Regions from separate parts of the Mus musculus genome. Here all the other regions are linked to region 1. The links are chromatin contacts, called in public HiChIP or PLAC-seq and promoter capture Hi-C maps. All regions are on one chromosome and are shown on one strand. Each heading gives the region's core, a stretch centred on a gene start, on an enhancer-like site or on the middle of the called end of the contact. The rest is flanking DNA. Distances are from core to core; before and after follow the strand shown. Region 1 has its middle 43 kb from the start of Gm40423. Region 2 holds the start of Nubpl (nucleotide binding protein-like). Region 3 has its middle 12 kb from the start of Gm35135.

Evidence for each region. Promoter capture Hi-C pulls out the DNA fragments that hold promoters and counts their contacts. HiChIP or PLAC-seq counts read pairs in DNA pulled down with a chosen protein or histone mark.
Region 2: a promoter capture Hi-C map of liver shows a contact between it and region 1, with 2.0 times the contacts expected there. The contact joins the promoter of Nubpl here to the enhancer-like site in region 1. A contact is called at or near these places in 9 of 39 promoter capture datasets (the 3T3-L1 cell line, the C10 cell line, cranial neural crest and 5 more), 1 of 484 Hi-C or Micro-C datasets (nephron progenitors), 1 of 115 datasets of contacts at active chromatin or transcription factors (embryonic stem cells) and 2 of 9 other capture datasets (macrophages and pancreatic islet).
Region 3: a contact with region 1 is called in an H3K4me3 HiChIP or PLAC-seq map of intestinal villus epithelium, with 7 read pairs. The contact joins two enhancer-like sites. A contact is called at or near these places in 1 of 39 promoter capture datasets (neural stem cells), 4 of 484 Hi-C or Micro-C datasets (liver and nephron progenitors) and 9 of 115 datasets of contacts at active chromatin or transcription factors (SST interneurons, bone marrow-derived macrophages, embryonic forebrain and 4 more).

The regions. Positions count from the first base shown.
Region 1 is chr12:52,317,020-52,320,111 of GRCm38.p6, reverse strand. No RefSeq gene overlaps it. Among named protein-coding and RNA genes, the nearest start is that of Gm40423, 43 kb to the left of the region's middle. Within about 2 kb of position 1,496, at least 8 of the 459 cell types and tissues checked have an H3K27ac peak or open chromatin away from gene starts, as enhancers often do. A contact at or near this core is called in intestinal villus epithelium and liver, where this site is marked.
Region 2 is chr12:52,096,194-52,099,285 of GRCm38.p6, reverse strand. Nubpl (nucleotide binding protein-like) reads right to left here and starts at 1,540. Exons shown (of 11, transcript NM_029760.2): 1 at 1,395-1,540; 2 at 786-933. The coding sequence starts at 1,502.
Region 3 is chr12:52,490,928-52,494,019 of GRCm38.p6, reverse strand. No RefSeq gene overlaps it. Among named protein-coding and RNA genes, the nearest start is that of Gm35135, 12 kb to the right of the region's middle. Within about 2 kb of position 1,434, at least 76 of the 459 cell types and tissues checked have an H3K27ac peak or open chromatin away from gene starts, as enhancers often do. A contact at or near this core is called in intestinal villus epithelium, where this site is marked.

The DNA.
Region 1 (3,092 bases), core at 247-2,746:
TCTTGAGGCAGCAATAATGAGATAGAGAGGCAGAGATAATGGCAAAGGTTTTGGAAACCTCAAGTTTACCCTAAGTGACACACCTCCTCCAAAAAGGCCACATGTAACCCTTCCCAGAGGGTTTCACCAACTGAGAAACAAGCGTTCAAAAATGACTGTAAGAGTCTCTCATTCAAACCACCATACGCATCTTCAACATTTTTCAGAGTTGATTAATATCTGATTTATAATTGTCAGGGCTAAGGACGACACAGGACACAAGTATGTGGTACAAATTGCATGTGTGTGTTGCGATCCCTTTCAGAAACCACTGGAAATTCTGTCTTAATCTCAAGCCAAAATTCATTCAACTTTTTAAAAATGAAACTTGTCAGCAACTCAAATAGAAATTAAAAAAAATCATTCTAATACGATGTAATCCAAAGAAATAATAACTTGATTCATGCTGAGGAATGATAATGAAGTCTTTGCTCTTTATAAATATTAATGTTTAAGACCAGAAACCTTTGTATGTATAGTAAAATCACTTTAATTTCAGCATATAGCAGTCCAGAATCTGGGCATGATGTTTTGTGCAGCGTATTCTGGCTCTGTGTGGGCAGTGGCATATGCAATGCAAAGTGCACACACCATTCAGAACCAAGACTGCAGTGCAGCACAGGCAAACACGGCTCGAGATGCTCAGGGGTTCGCTACCTACTTGATTTTGAATTAATTTCTGGTCATTGTATGTTCAGGAATCTGTTACCAATTGCCAATGTTTCGCAATACTCACAGTTAGTTATGTGGCCCCATGTGGGGTCATGACCCACGGTTTTTAAGGAGCTGGGTATCTGAGTTCAACAAAGCTTTCAAGCTCTTCTAGGAAACTGAAACTGGTGACTGGGCTTAAATGTTGTTTAAATTAGGAAAATGTTTGAAGTTCTGTGGTCACTATATGCTAAGGAAAAAAATTCTAAGGCAGAGTCTCACTCTGAAGCCTACTGGCCTGGAATGTGCTAGGTAGCCCAGACTAGACTCAAACTTGTGGCAATCTCCTACCTCACCTTTCAAAATACTGAGATTATAGACATAAACCATGAAGCCTTGGTACTGTCTGGAAACTTTAGTCCAAATAATTAAAAAAGCAATAAATGTGAAAATAAGTTGTTGCTCCACATCACACACACTCAAAATAAAATAAATTTCCAGAGACTCTTCTATTTCTACATTGCTGAGGATATTTTTTATATTGTAAATGAAGATTCTTCATCATATGTTTTGGTGATATCTACTGAGATAAACATGGTCTTTTATTTAATTTAATTTGCTGTTTGCATGGATTGGCTTTCAACTATTGGCTAACCTTCTATTCCCATTTAAAAAAAAATGAAAGAAACTCTCGTTTATTGTCTTGGTTTCTTTTCCTGTTGCTGTGATGATAGAGTAACTTGGGGACAAAGGGGTTATTTGGCTCCCGTTCAGGGGAACCAGTCATCGTGCTGAAAGAGTCAAGGTTCAGAAGTGTGAAAAGCCGGTCACAGTGCACCACAGTCGAGGCACAGAGAGCCATAAATGCGTGCTGCTATTCGTGCGGCTTCGCTTTCCTCCTCCATAGGCCAGGAGCCCAGACTGAGAATGGCATACCCACAGGGGGCTGCCTTCCCACTTCAATTAAATGAATGAAGATACTCTCTCACAGGCAGGCCTAGAGGCCGATCTCCCAACTAGATCCTAGTTGAAAATTAATATTAACCATTACTGTCATATGCCTCTATTTGGAGAAGAGATTCCCCTCTGGAATCAACTAAAGATTTTTGCTAAGGTTTATTACAGTTGTTATACTTACTCATCACATTATCATTATTAATTTTTTTATAATGCGTGTACTGGAGGAGAGATTCCACAGTGTAGAGGTGAAAGGTAACTCTGTGGTGTCCGTCCTTTATTTGGGGTCCAGGGATTGAACCCTGGTTGTTAGGCTAGTGAGGCAAGGACTTTACCAGCTGAGCCATCTTTCTGGCCCTGTCCTGTCTACAGAATTTGTGTGTATTAATGAGAAGTATTTGGCTGAATCTGTCTGTGACAGGCTTGAGTGTCAGGTCAATGACAGCTTCATAAACGAGCTAGGATCTGCTCTCTTATCTGCTGTCTGAATCGTTTGTCTAGAACTAGCCCTGTTTTTTCCTTTACTGTTGGGAAGGCTTGCCAGTGAAGGCATCTAGGCCTGAAGTTTGAAGTTGTACTTCTGTAGCTTACACTGGTCAGGTTATTTATTTCTGGAAAGTGCTTTGATCACTTCTTTCACGGTATGGATAGTTCACCAAGTTGCTAGATTTACGGGTGTAAAATTGCTAACAGTTCCTAATGTGTTTTTAATTAACTGTAGGACTTTGGCACCGCCTCACTCGTTCCTGATTGGATGATTTTTGTCCTCTCTTTTCTGATTGGGTGATTTTTGTCCTCTCTCTTCTTAATAAATCTGACTACAGCTTATTGATTTTGTTCATATTTTCAAAATGCCAGCATTTGATCTCAGTATTTCCCCTATAGCTTCTCCTCTCCATTTCACCCCCTCCCCCCCGCCCCGCTTTGGGCTTAATTTGCACTGTCTCTAGGTCACTAAGATAGAAGCTCACTTCCTTGATACATCTGTCTTCCTTTCAAATATAAAGAGTATCATAAATTTCCCTCTGCACCTCACGAAGGTGGATCATGTCTAGTCAGTTCAGCATGCTTTATGAATACGTCTTTCTTCCTTTTGACTCCTGGGGAATTTGGAATTGAGAACAGAATTGTGCTATAGGAGGTTATTCTCCACCGTGATAAGTGTTCGGCTTGTGTAAGAACATAACGCGCATTTTGCTGTTTGGGACCAGAGTGGCCCGTAAGTGCTGAGTTAGTGACTCAGCTCTTTAATGCTCACTGGTGACTTGTTCTTCTCCATTGATGATGGTAAGATGAGAACTGAAATCCTCAACTAGGCAGTTGTGAATCTATTTATCATTAGCTTACCAGACCATGTTTTCTGCATTTGAAGACTGTTTAGAATCATACTATCTTCTCTGCTATAGCACCTTTATTATTACAGAGTGCCTTTCTCCATCCCTAGA
Region 2 (3,092 bases), core at 291-2,790, 220 kb after region 1:
GGTGCTAAAAACACCATCTTAGTGACAAATTACAATCACCAAAAAGAGCCACGAAAAAGATTCCCCATCGCTAGTATACTGTTAAAGAGGATGTGAAGACAAGATGACTCGGAGAGGAGATGGCTCCAAATAAGTGCTTGCCACACAAGCACAAGGACCTGGGTGTGACCACAGCACTGGATAGAACAGAGGAGAGACAGGCAGGTCCTGAGAGCTAGTAGTCAGGCAGCCCTTGAAAAAATGTGGAGAACAACCAAGACACCCAATGTTACCCTCTGCCCTCCACACACATGCACCTGAGCACAGGAAAGTCTTGGTGACTTTAGAAATGCTATAAATCATGTGATTAAATGAAAAACAAACACAGTAATAAGTGTTCTCATTGCAAATATTCAGGTACATGTACAATGACAGTGAAAAAGAACAGACATAATTTAGTATACAATTACTGGATGTTTTAAAAGTAACAGCAACCAATTCCTAGGCGCTTCTATGGCAAATACACTGGGCTAAGTGGTCAGTGCAATTTGCATACCAGCCTTCGAAAGAGATTCCCAGTTAAGTGAACATAATACCGGTAGACAATCTAACTACTTTTTGCTCTACTGAATAGGCAATCTGGTAATGCAGATGTTTATTAGTTCAGCTCCCAGCCGTTATCAAATCCTAGTTCTAAGGAACCAATGTCAGAAACATCACAGATAGGAAGCCTGAAAGGTGGTCATTTACAGTGCATTTGAGAGCATCACTCATTAGTCAGGAGGGGAAGGGACACCTTACAATACCTGCGGTGGTAGACTTTCCAACACCACCCTTTCCAGAGGCCACAACAATGACTTCTCTAACACCTTCTATAGGCTTCTGCTTAGGAAGTCCTCGGGACATGATTTGTGTTCTTCTTTGTTTCAAGGCCTCACTCTCAGCGCCTAATAACTTTAAGTTAAAAAAAAAAAAAAAAAGTGATTTAAACCAATCATTCTCATCACTGGATTACTATGCTGTAAAAGAGAAAACAACCCAGAGTTTGGGTTTAACGGGGCTTTCTTTTCTAATAATGTTCATTGCCATAGACTTAGCCTTTAGGTGGTCTTTATTAAATGCTAATCTCAACGTCAAAGGTAATTGTTCAAGCTGAAATTTGTCTACCAGTGTAAGTGAGGATGGAAAAAAAGAAAAAAAAAAAAAAACCCTGAAGTGGACTTTTTACCGAGTTAAGCCCTCCGCAGATTTGCCTTTTCCTTAACCTATTCACTAAATAACCCCAAAACAAGAGAGCACTGTGCATGCCACACATCCATACTCGGGACAGTTTGGGACCACAAGCCCCAGCCACCTTGTAGCAAACCCGCTAGCGGGAGCGCGCAGGCACCACCCCGCCCGCGCTCGGCACACACCTGGCGCCCACAACCCAAAGCTCGGCACCCCCGGGGCGGGACAGTGGCCGCGCCACCACCCCGGAGTGACACCCCGCCAAAGAGCAGCAAACGCCGCCAGGTCCCCATGGCGCGCGGCTCTTGCTCGGGCCGGGATGGAAGCACTTGGCGTCCGGCGCGGAAAAATGACGTCACGTGGCAACCCTTGGCGTCCCCTTCCTGGAGATGAGCCTGATTGGTGTTTCTTCAGCTCAGGGACTCCATTTGATTTAATACTGTTTGTCATCAGCTAGAAATATTTTTTTGCAGCGTTTAACCAGATATTCCCAAAGCCTTTTCACATATAGCACTTTAGTTTATTCTTCCAGAGTAAACAAGAAGACTTATTAGGAAAAAAATATATTTTATGTTTGAAGGGTGGCTTTATGCTAGGGCTGAACTCAGGGCCTCCTTCACACTAGGCAAGCACACTGCCAAAGAGCTGCGTCGCCAATCCTCCTCTCTTGTTATTAATCTAAAAACTGAGATTTGGAAATTTTAATAAGATATCCCATCTTAACAGAAATGGGAAAAGCTGGAATTTGAGGATTAAGTTTTCCTTATTGCATAGTACTGTATATGGTCATTTCAGCAATGCCACTGTTAACATTATTATATTTACACGTGTGTGTGTTCACGCGCGCGCGCACACACACACACACATTGCGTGTGACCTACAGTACAACTGTGCACTAAGCTAGTGTCCCGTCCCGTCCCCCCCCCCCCACCGCCTTGTATGCTTCTGTTGCTAATGGTTCACAAAAGAGAGGTGAGAAGCCCTTACTAGATTCCAAAAAGTTTAGCTAAATCAGAAAATAGAACAAGTAAAGAAGCCTAGTTGCGAAGGAACTTAAGGGCTAGGCTAGTAGTAAAGCATTTGCATAGCATATATGACGCCCCAGGTTCAATCATCTGCACGGAGATTGGAGTAAAAGCTTGAGGGAGGGAGGGAGCAGAATTTTACTTGAGGGAGGTAAGAATGTGTACATATAGATAATCAGCACTATATCCAAGACAGATGAAAGAGCAAAAGCAATCCCTTTAAGAACAATAACTCACACACTTATCCAGAAACCAGATCCACTTAAAGATGGCTGGAGGTATGGCTACGGTTTGCCTTCAAAAGTCTGCATAAGACTTTCTCGGGAGGGTTTTTATTTCCTTCGTTTGCTTCTTATTTGTATTTATCATATCAAGGACTCAAAATCAGTTTATTTTTCTCTGATCTAATTCTTAATTTTAGTATTTTTATTATGGGCATAACAACATCAAAGAATTGCCTTAAGGATTACTATTCCTAGTGAAGTGTATTCCACGACGTAAGCTCTGAAACGGCCTCCAGACTCTTGCTTGCTCCCCTCAAGCTACGGCCCTTGTTGTTTCATTCCTTTATCTCTGCCTTACACTAGGCTCGCCGCTTTCAGCTTGCCTTCTCTCACATATTCTTTTGTGGCATGTGTCCTCAAATAGCTTTAGATTTCTTTTCAACTCAGTTTTTGTAAATGAATAGGAAAAGACACAGCTAAAAAAAGAAACTATGAACTGTCACTATAATCTGTTCACTAAATACCAAATGCCTACTTATTATAAGCAAACATTATGTGCCAAACACTAGTCTTAGAATATTCTACACTGCACCAACTGTAATACCCTCCACTAAAAGATACAGTCCAGAGCAAA
Region 3 (3,092 bases), core at 185-2,684, 170 kb before region 1:
TAGCCATTAATTCCAACCCTCTGTGTGCCAGTCTGTGATTCTGCCATCATAGGAAAGGAAAGGCATGAATCCTGCTGGCGACATGTTCATTTTCTGGTTTTAGAACTAGTAAGATGTAGGGCTATAGATTATGGCTTTTGGTGAGGAACAAATACATCTCTCAATTTCTGTCACACTCTAATAGCTTCATCACTCATGGTTTCTCGTTTTCAATACAACAGGCACAATACGGTCTTTTGGAGATTGAAAAATGCGAAGGATGATAATTTCTCCTCTAGCAAACTGACCGCTGGTTTACCCAAATAACTTGTGTGCCGAGGGCACTTTCAAAGCACACAGTGTGAATGTTAAAGGCCCTCTGAATGAACCCCGTTGTTTCCCTCTCCTATTGTCAGATATGTAGTCTCGTGGTTTTGAGTTTTGGCAGTCTTCAGGTTAGGGCCATGCCGCCCAGAGGAATAGAGGCCACTCCGAGACTGAGTGAACTCTTGTTTTAACTGGCATATAGCTGTTTTTATTTGGGTTTCTGTGGAATCTGGAAGCCTGCAACTCATCCAGAATAAGGGCATTCCACAAATTCCATTTCATAAAAGCCAGTCACTCTCTCAGACACTGTTTCAGTTTCCTTCAATGTAACTAAACTTTTAGCAGACATTCCAGGGAAAGTGATGGAGGGAGGAGCCTTAAGATAAGCATTACTCGGGATTCTGGCCCAGTCCGTCCTCCTGAGTGTGTTGATAGTATTAGCCGCAGAATCATAGCAGTAAAGGAAATAACAACCAAAATATATTTAAACAGTTAAAATGTCAAGTCAATTAGAGGAATTCACAAAATCCCAGAATTTAAAAAAAAATAAATTTATATATACCAAATGATCTAACACAAATGAGATTCAAGCTTCCTCGGCAACCTGTACTTTCTCACGTTGTTTAAATAGAAACCAGGTTTTGTGCATGGTCAAATTTTTTAGCCTAAAAAAATTTTCATTTTTTTTTTCTTTTAAAGCAATAATTTAATTGGAACTCAAATGCTTTAGTTGTTGCTATAGTTTCCCCCTCCCCGCTTCCCCTATGAAACAGGGTCTCCTGTAGCCCAGGCTGTGCTCCAACTTGCTAGTAATTTAGGATTATCCTGAGCGCTAATCCTCTGCCTGGATTTGGCAAGTGCTGGGATTACAGGCTTGTGACACCAGGCCCAGTGGAACAGAAATAGTCTCCACATGTGGGGTCTGTCTGTCTCCCTGTCCTTCTGTTGCTTCTCTATGTGTCTGTCTCTCTCTGCCTCTCTGTCTCTCTGTCTCTTCCTATGTAGCCTGGTTGGCCTCAAACTCACCCAGTTTTAGTTTCATTTTACCTGCCTCCACCTCCCCACAGGCTGGGATTAAATGCCTGTGCCACCACACCCAGTCCCAAGGTCTCTCCTTTGATTGGAGATAAGGAACATATACTGGGTGAACATCAGACCTACAGAGGAAATGAGACCTTCTGATGTCCAGTTGCTTTGTGGATAAGCAATGAGCGTTGTGTCCTGACATCCTTCTTCAGGCTTCTGAGGAGAAGGGAGTCTCCTCAAACTGTTCTCAGTCACACACACCTTTAACTCTGTGAGACGGTCACAGACTGACTTGTGCTGCTGTCTCCTCGCCTTTGTGTAATTTAATAAAAATGGCTGCAAGTGTACGAATCCGAGCTGAGGTAACTGCAATGCTTCTGCTCGAGAAGGAAAGTGTTTATTTAAATCTCTGAAAGACACAGTGTGGGATCCACATGGGATGAGCTTCCACACCATAGGGCGGAAGAGAAGGATCTTGACTGTGCTGAATCCAAAGATGCCACTGGGTCTTGTGGGCCTCTGCTGAGCTGTTTAAACACCAGGAGGATTGGAGGCATTGCACTTCTTCATGCTGGCTGACTAGATACATCCTCTCTTGAAAACTTTGTCAAATTTATCAAATAGACTCATCTTTGCTATTGAGTTGAGCTTCTTACTCCTTCTGGACTTTACCAGTATTTTCTTCCAACCTCACTCTGTTGACTGCTTTCTTTGATACACAAAATACTTTGTAGCCTGATACAAACACAAGACTTTTAGATCTTATAGATATGTAACTAGTCCATTTTGAAATATATAGATATATAGATATCTATATATCTCACATACACACACACATGCATATATATATATCTTGAGAGCTAAGTAGTGTCTAGCTTCATTCTTCTGCTTATGGACACCCCATTTTGCCAGCACCATTTGTTGAGGAAACTGTTCTTTCTTCATAGCGAGGTTGCTGCATCTTTATTGCAGGCCAGCTCCAGTGGCATTTGTAGGTTTCACTCCAGGCACTCTACTCTTTTTCTTTGATCTGTGCTATCTGTTTTTATGTCAATACCATGGTACTTTGATTGCTACAGCTTTGAAGTGTGTTTGGGGTTAGGTAGTACCATGGCTTCCCTTTGCTCTTTGTGATCAGAATAACTTTGGTTGCTTGGGATTAGTTGTTGTTCCTCCATATAAACTGTAGGACATGCAAATCAATGAGACACCACCACTTTATGCCTGTTAGGAAGACCGTCTTCTCCAAAAGTCACAAGTGTTGTCAAGGATGCAGAGGAGGGGAGTCCTGACACACTGCTGGTGACAATGTGAGTTAGTGCACCCGTATGGAAACAGTATGAAGGTGCTTCAAAAAAACAGTCGTCATATAATACACAGCACAACTACTAGTTGTAAACCCAAAAGAAATGAAATCAACCTTTTGAGGATATATCCTTATATTTATGTTTACTGCAGGGTTATTCACAATAGCCCAAAACTAGAAACAGCCTAAGCATCAGTTGAGAGAATATGAAGCAAAAAATATGAAGGAAAGAATATGAAGAATGTGGAATGGGGTCCATGTCATTTTTATAACATGAACAGAACTGAAATTGTTATATAAAGTGAAATTAAACCCAGAAAGACGGGGTTGGGGATTTAGCTCAGTGGTAAAGTGCTTGCCTAGCAAGCCCAAGGCCCTGGGTTCGGTCCTCAGCTCCGGAAAAAAGAAAAAAAAAAAAAAAATAAACCCAGAAAGACAAATACTGTGTGAGCTT